2 separate regions of the Mus musculus genome follow, and region 2 is linked to region 1. Evidence: chromatin contacts called from public promoter capture Hi-C data. All regions are on one chromosome and are shown on one strand. The core of a region is the stretch at or near the end of the contact, and the rest is flanking DNA. Distances in the headings are between cores, read along the strand shown.

What was found. Promoter capture Hi-C pulls out the DNA fragments that hold promoters and counts their contacts.
Region 2: a contact with region 1 is called in a promoter capture Hi-C map of liver, with 3 times the contacts expected there. The contact joins two enhancer-like sites. A contact is called at or near these places in 7 of 39 promoter capture datasets (the C10 cell line, the HPC-7 cell line, cranial neural crest and 4 more), 1 of 15 datasets of contacts at CTCF or cohesin (large pre-B cells), 2 of 484 Hi-C or Micro-C datasets (B cells and liver), 3 of 115 datasets of contacts at active chromatin or transcription factors (cardiomyocytes, embryonic stem cells and large pre-B cells) and 3 of 9 other capture datasets (adipose tissue, embryonic stem cells and liver).

What each region holds. Positions count from the first base shown.
Region 1 is chr2:5,035,197-5,039,024 of GRCm38.p6, forward strand. It overlaps Optn (optineurin), which reads right to left. Exons shown (of 14, transcript NM_001356487.1): 7 at 1,475-1,574. Among named protein-coding and RNA genes, the nearest start is that of Mcm10, 24 kb to the left of the region's middle. Within about 2 kb of position 1,470, at least 35 of the 459 cell types and tissues checked have an H3K27ac peak or open chromatin away from gene starts, as enhancers often do. A contact at or near this core is called in liver, where this site is marked.
Region 2 is chr2:5,821,001-5,824,857 of GRCm38.p6, forward strand. It overlaps Cdc123 (cell division cycle 123), which reads right to left. Exons shown (of 13, transcript NM_133837.5): 5 at 2,102-2,197; 6 at 276-382. Among named protein-coding and RNA genes, the nearest start is that of Gm29984, 2.6 kb to the right of the region's middle. Within about 2 kb of position 1,686, at least 8 of the 459 cell types and tissues checked have an H3K27ac peak or open chromatin away from gene starts, as enhancers often do. A contact at or near this core is called in liver, where this site is marked.

The sequences.
Region 1 (3,828 bases), core at 220-2,719:
GACTTGATTTGCGCAAGACTTCCCCAAGTGACTTATGTGAAAAGCAGTCTGGGCAAGCTTGTGTTTCTGTGCACCACATCCACTATCAGTCTAGGCCTGTGTGATAATGGATTTACTGCTAAACCTGGACCTACTCAGGCTTCTGGGATCACAGGTCACCAGGTCAAAATATAACTTTATTCGTGTGGGGAAAGACTCCGAGACTATATTGCCTTGCCAATGTCTGCTTCTAGCTTACGTAATTATTTGTTATCCAGCTCTTCTCCCGGAAGCCCGCCAGTTGTCAATTTGCATATGAGTTTTATCCGAGCTTAGAAACATCAATACTTTCCCATTAACTGTTGGTCCATCAGTTAACGGTGTGCTGTTCTGGCAGCGTGCTCTCTTCATGTAAGCTCATCCTGTTCTCTCTCCACCTTCCCCACCCCCGTTTTGCTTTTGCACTCATGCTGATCTGGAATTTGCTGTCACATAAGCTGTCCTTAAATCTGAAATCCAACTGCCTCAGTCTACCAGACACCAGACTCATAGGGGTATGCACCACTGTACCAGTCTTCAGTGTTCTCCATTGTCTTAAGGTTGGGACTCAGAGCCAGAGAAGCCGCTGCACGTCTGTAATCCTAGCATAGCAAAGGCAGGGAACATCGTAGTTCCTCTCCTAGGCTACGTGTGAGTCTGAGCTCAGCCTAGGCTGGATAAGACACAATCTCAAAATTTAAAAAAATAAAGAGAAATGAAAGGGAAAGGAAGGACATAGCCAGTGTGTGTGTGAGTGAGTGTATGAGAGAGTGTGTGTGTGTGTATGTGTGTTGAATGTGTATGAGTGTGTGTGTGTGTATGAGTGTGTGTGTGAATGAGTGTGTGTGAGTGTGTATGTGAGTGTGTATATGAGTGTATGTGAGTGAGTGTGTTTGTGAGTGTGTGAGAGTGAGTGTGTGTGTGTACTGATGAATACATGAACAGAAGGATCATTCTATATGTCTCTCGTACAGACTACTGTGAACTCTTTAATTTCCTGGCTTCAGGAACTTTTCCTAAACTTAAAACTCTTCAGGCTCAAGGGCATAAGTTATTCAGGAACTTTTTTTTTTTTTTTTTAAACGCTAATTCCTTTGTTCCCTACCAGTGCTGGGACAGAGCCAAGATCTTTCCATTCTAAAGTCTCAGATTCATGTTCACAAAGGACATCTTATAAGTCAGTCAAAATGTCTTTTTCTGGTGGTGGACTTAAGGATTCAGGAGATGCCATCAGACAAGGAGAGATATGAGAGTGTACAGACTGGTTCACATCTTACTGACATGCACTTCAAATTCAGGATAAGGAAATGAAAACGAAAGAAGTAGAAAGTATTCTGAAACAAACAAGTTTCCATTTCTAAGGTAAATAGTGCAACGTAAGACTTGAACCCAGCAACCACGTCACCAACGGGGACATGCCAGGGACGTGCCAGTCCTTTGGCGGTGCTGTACCCACACTCTCTTGGCCTTTGTCCTCCTTCTCTCTGTCTGCTCTCCTCGCTGTCTGCTTCTCAGTAGAAGAATGGCCATTTGCTTTCTTTTCAAAATCTGAAATTCTGAAAACAACAAAACAAAACACCAACAACATCAGAATGTAGAGAAGTTTTACTTTCTGTTTAGACACACGAGGACAAGCAGCTGTAGAGGCACTCGAATGCACGTGTCAGAGCCTGGAGAAAGGCAGGGCTTCAATGTCTCTTTATATTTGCCTCTTTAGCAGTCATCTTGCTTTTATCCTATTGCTGACTAGAACTCCTGTGATGAATACATACAGATGAATACATAAGATGAATACATACAGAATACAGATGAAGCAAAGAGGTGGGAGACTTTTGGCTAGGCAGATCTCAGAAAATATTCTCTTCTCATATTCTTCCTCAGTAAGTCAGTAGAGATACAGTGTACTTTACTAAGGGGGAAAGAGTAAGAAAGGCACTGGGTTAAGGAAATGGGATCCAACAGTGGCGAGCTGAGGAATTCTATAGGATGCTGAATTGGAATGAGGAATTCTATAGGAATTCTATAGGATGCTGACTAAAAGCGGTCTTAGGAACGACTACAAAGTAGTGGAATCAAGATACCTTAAGAACAATCCGAGTCGTAATGAATTGACTGTAATGAAGAGACTGGCTCCCAGGGAAACCATGAAGCTATAACTAAACAACCCTTTCAAACCTCACAGTGAGTTTTCTGAGGGGTGAGAGACTTTATTTTTAACTGTGTGTGAATGCAGGAGTCAGGAGAGAGCTTAAGATCCCCTGGAACTGGAGTTGCAGGCAGTTGTGAGTCACTCCACATGGGGGCCTGGACTTAGGTGTTCTATAAGAGCAGTCTATGCTCTTGACTGCGGAGCACCTCTCCAACCTTCCACGTTGACACTTAGTTGCCATGGTGCTGTAGCAGCATGCCTTCACAGTTACCATCTCAGGAGTGGGTTCCTAATAAAGGCTGGGTTAAAAGCTCCATTGTTTTCTGTTGAAAGCCTCAGGACTATAGGCTGAAAACACTTCCATAGTTTACAACCTGTCTAGTCTAGCACTCTGTTAAAGAAGCAGAAAACAGACCAACGCAAGAGGCAACTGGTTAGATGGCGAATTTTGTACTGAGACCTAAAAAGTATAAAAGGAAAGTGACTGCTGTCTAGTGCAAGCTCGCCTGACTGTGAGCGAGCACACATGTGCATAGTATGCCTGACTGTGAGCGAGCACACGTGTGCACTGTATGCCTGACTGTGAGAGAGCACATATGTGCACTGTATGCCTGACTGTGAGCGAGCACACGTGTGCACTATATGCCTGACTGTGAGCGAGCACACGTGTGCACTGTATGCCTGACTGTGAGAGCACACGTGTGCACTGTATGCCTGACTGTGAGCGAGCACACATGTCATTGTGCTTGACTGTGAGCGAGCACACATGTGCATTGTATGCATGTGTCCAAATGCACAGGGGCACGAACAGAGTAGTAATTTGAGGAAAGTTCAAAATTATCGATTTCAGCTAGGAAGAGGAGGTACAGAAAGTTCCAGAAATGCATGTACTGGGCGGCTGATGGTTGTGCAAGACAGTTCAGCCTTCCTCGTTCATACCTAGAGGTCAATAGGTCATGATTAAATCTTCAAAAACGTAAGTAACAATTTAAACCTTATCCATGGAGGCAGCTACTTGGAAGTGACCAAGAAGCAGGAAAGTGGCTGTGGAAGGGCTGCTCAAAGCACTGCTTCCCTCAAGGCTCCTGTCAAAGCAGTGCTGCGCCATGGGAAGTCTGTAGAGATGTGTTGTTTCCCATTTTTCTGTTACAAACTACCAACCCTAATTGGTATTCAGTTATTGTCCCTTTGGCTTGGCTGAATACACGGCAGAGGCAGCAGATGGTACTCGCAGGAGTGTGGGCTTACCCACACGGTAGGACACTTCACATTTGGCCCAGGTTTTGGCCTACATGTGAATTACAAGTTATCTTAATTTTCTAGGGCAAATGTTCACTTTGGGTCATCTTTCCCTTGTTATTTCCTGAAATATTATTATTAAAAAAAAACAACAAACAAACAAACAAGGCTGTATTTCTTATACAACCTCTTATCCTTACTGGCTAATTTAGAAAATACAAATTCAATCAGTTGTGCACACACTTTTAATCTCAGCCCTCGGGGGTCAGAGGCGTGAGGGGGGGTGGGGTGGGGGTGGAGTGTCTCTGTGAGATCAGTATGGTCTACCACAGCATGTCCCAGGCCACCCAGAATAACATAGTGAGAGCCTGTCTCAAGAAAACCAAAACAACAACAGAACCTCAAAATAAAAAAATAAATAA
Region 2 (3,857 bases), core at 436-2,935, 790 kb after region 1:
CATGCTTTCCTGTTCTCATCAGTAGTTATTAATTTCATTTGACCATTATGCACATACTTGAATTTTGTAACAGGGAAAATTACTGAAATGTTTACTATATATAAAACCTTGACAGGCATATCCACTGTGTAGAATTTATTTAAAAGACAAAGAAAAGTTTGCTCTAATACTCATCTGAGGGCCATGAAACAGCTCCTGATGCAGAACTGTTACAGTTCGGCCCTGGAGAGAGTGGAATGTCACCACTGGGAAGCAGCTACTCACAAGACACTTACGGCTGTGTGAAGTCATGGGTGATGAAATCAGAACTCTTGAAAAGCAGGAAGATATCACTGAGAGTTTTACACTTCAGGGAACTGTTCATCGCTATCCAGTACGCATCCTAAACAATAAACATGTATGAGTTACGACACACCCAGCGAGTGCAGCCCAGGCACACAGATGAGAGAGCACCAGTGCACAGCGCCTCCAGGGTCAAATTACACTTCTCAACAAACAGCATGATCAGCCCATGCTAGACACCCAGCCATGTACGCTGAGGACCAAGATGGCTCAGCAGGCAAAGGCACTTCCCACCAGCTTTGACCACTGACTGCAATACTGCGCCACACACGGGAGAAGAGAACCACGTCCCACAAATTGTCCTCTTCCAAAAATGCACACACAAGTATACCCACCCACAAAACAAATGAGTATAATTTTTTTTTTCAAAAAAGTGTAGTTATGCACACTGAGATAGGAGGACCCACACATTTAGACCAGGGCGTTTTTCACGATAAGATGGAAGGAAGGTTAATGAAGTCACACAGGTCAGGGCGAAGATTCACGTGGTGAAGAATCAGCTGCTCTCCACAGTGAAAGCAGTCATTTCCAGCCTCCCTGATTGGGGAGACCAACCGACGAGCACCTGAACTTGGATGCTCAGGGCAGTCAAGACCCTGTTCATCTGATCAGGAAGGAATAAGTCAAACAGTTTCACCACCACAACCCAAAGCAGGGCTGCACCGGACATGTGGACGTAAAGTAACCGGGCCCAACGCAGTGTGATAAAGTCACACTTCTATAGACAGCTCAGACACAGGCTAAAATACACAATGGAAAACACCAATAACTACCAAAACTGTCCCATTACCCACACTGCATGGAAGAAAGCACTGGTGTATACAAGTCATTCCATAAACAAATGAACAGGTGCATAAGGAATTTACAACCAGAAATAATCTTCCTATCTTAAGTGGAAACAAAGAAAATTTCAAACATTATTCATGTAGATGAAAAGTTGCCTGAGAAACTAAAAATGAATTTAAAAAACCTCTACATGATATCTTTATAATTTCTCCCAATAAAAAAAGACAATAAACTTCTAGTTAAAGAAAGTATACCCAAATCATATTTAATCCCACAAAAACATCAGTATGTACACAGCAAACCACACAGCTGAATAAAAAATAATGCAACTCTTAACTCTAAGGATGGCAAAACATGGAATGGGAAGATGTTATTAATTGTAGTAGTATGCCTCAGGTAAGGACAGGGTGTTTGCAAAAGGACGGTCATGGCAAACACCGAATATGCGGAGAAACAAAACTGGATCCCTGCCACTGTGTACAAGCGTGTCTGTGTCTGTGTGTGTCTGTGTATGCAAGGTTAGAGGACAACTTTCAACACTCAGTTCTCTCCTGCCTCGTGGGTCCCTGGAATGAACTCAGGTCATCTGGCTAGATGGCAGGCACTTTTACCCACTGAGCTATCTCTCTGGGCCACCATATTTATTGTACTTTTCAATAGAGAAAACCTTGCTCAACTGAGAGGGTGAAGTTTTAAATAATGCAGACTACGAACATACCCAGAATCCTAGTACAATTGGCAACACAAGAGGTCAAATTGTCTTTTGGCAGAATGCACAGTATTTCGTAGAAAGTACAAACAGCAAAATCAGAAGAATAAAACAACAGAGGAAAAATATAATAATCTCAACAGTGCTTTCCCTGAAATTAAGAATGTAATGGAAGGTACATTAGATGCTCGGAGGGAATATAAAATGAATACAGAACAAAACAAACAACTACTCAAATAGTGAGATTTCTTTACATCTTCCTACCCTTGGGGCACTCCAGTTAAGCTTAGGGAAGACACTACCCCCCAGCGAATTGATAGCTTCTTGGACTTGAGTGTTGAACTCAGGAAACTCTGGTGCCTAGAGAGACAGAGAACAGGTCGTGAGCAAGTCAACACCATTAGAAGAGTCACAGAAATCATGATCAACATTTCAATGTTTCAGTTAGGGTATCAAAACCAGAATTATATATAATGCAAATTATTGTTCTTATTCCTGCTCTCAATTAAATAAAATCACCAAGAAAGTAGTATTTACCAGAAAGAGGAATAAAATCATCAACTTCTTAAATGGTACTTTCCGAACCCACACGTCTCTGAAAACACAGATGTCACCAAGTGTGTGGTTCGGGAGGAGCAACTCAGTGGTCTTTTCTGAATCCTTACCTAATGCCAGCATCTGAGCCAAGTGAGAGGCATATCCCTGTAACCCAGCACATGTCAAGGACAGGCAGGGACCAGGAGCTCAGGACAGCCTTGACTAGACAGAAAGTTCAAGGCCAATAGCTGCTACACGATGCTCTGTCTACTAAGGTCTGGGCAAGGGTGGGAAGAAGGGGTGGGGATAAGGCAGTGGATGTGTGTGCTTAGCACAGCAAGCATGAGGACCCAGGTTTAACCCCGCAGTACAAAAGCAGACATGGCTACCCATGCCTGTAACCTCAGCATTGGGGGGCAGAGACAAGCAGATTACAAGAGCCCACTGGCCAGCCTCCCTAACTGAATCGACAAGCCCCAAGTTTACTGAGAGTCAAGGCAGTGAGATAAAGAGCAACAGAGGGCGATGCCCCGTATCTTCCTCCGGCCTCCGAGAACACGGCATGTATGTGCGCATACACACACTCACACAGTGACTAGCGTGAGCTATTTTTTGAGAGAAGAGATGCCGGTGGGAAGTTCTCAGAAATAATACCCCATACTTAAATGGTCATTTATGCAAAAGGTTCACTGAAAATGAAAAACACCTGATGAATAAATTATACCTAGACACTACTATTTACAAGTAAGTTCTAATACAAACAAAGTTAAAATGTCCTTTTCTTTTTGGTTGAGAGTTAGAAAAAGACATTTTTGTGTAAACATTAATTCAAGCCGTCCAGTGTTTGCTTCAACCAGGAAGTAAGAGAAATACTACTGTTCAGTGGGAAGATGAGCTGGGTTACCAATAGATCCTGCCTAGGTAAATAGCAAGGGGGCTGGAAATGGACTTTAGTGGGAGGCAGAACACAAGGGCAGTAACAAACTCTTTGTGGCACTACCAGACTGCAGTAGCCTCTAAAGACGGGGTTGTTGCCCCCTACTGGGCAACTGCAGGTTCTGAAAAATAAATCTAACTAAAATTATAAAATTACCTACCCAGTACAAACCCAGATGATGCCTGTGGACTTTCAAGATTTAGCCCATGGAAGAGAAAACAAAACAAAACAAAACAAACAACCACAAAAAACTGAGAAGAAAAAGCAAGCTCTTAAAATGAAAAACAACTTAAAATTAGAAACAACCATTGGTTGATCTGAGGCAAAGACTTGATCCCTGGCCCTAAGCATGCCAGGCAAGAACTTTAACACCAAGGCACACTCTAAAAAGGGTTAACTGTAAGTAAGACACTAGGCTGGCTAACAAGCTCTCACTGACAGACTTGACAGACTGCCCCATATCTCTCTTCCACTAGTCTACAACCTACCCAGCTTAGACAAGTCAGGAAGCTACCCCTCAACGGAACTAGGAGTTCCCTTTTGCCT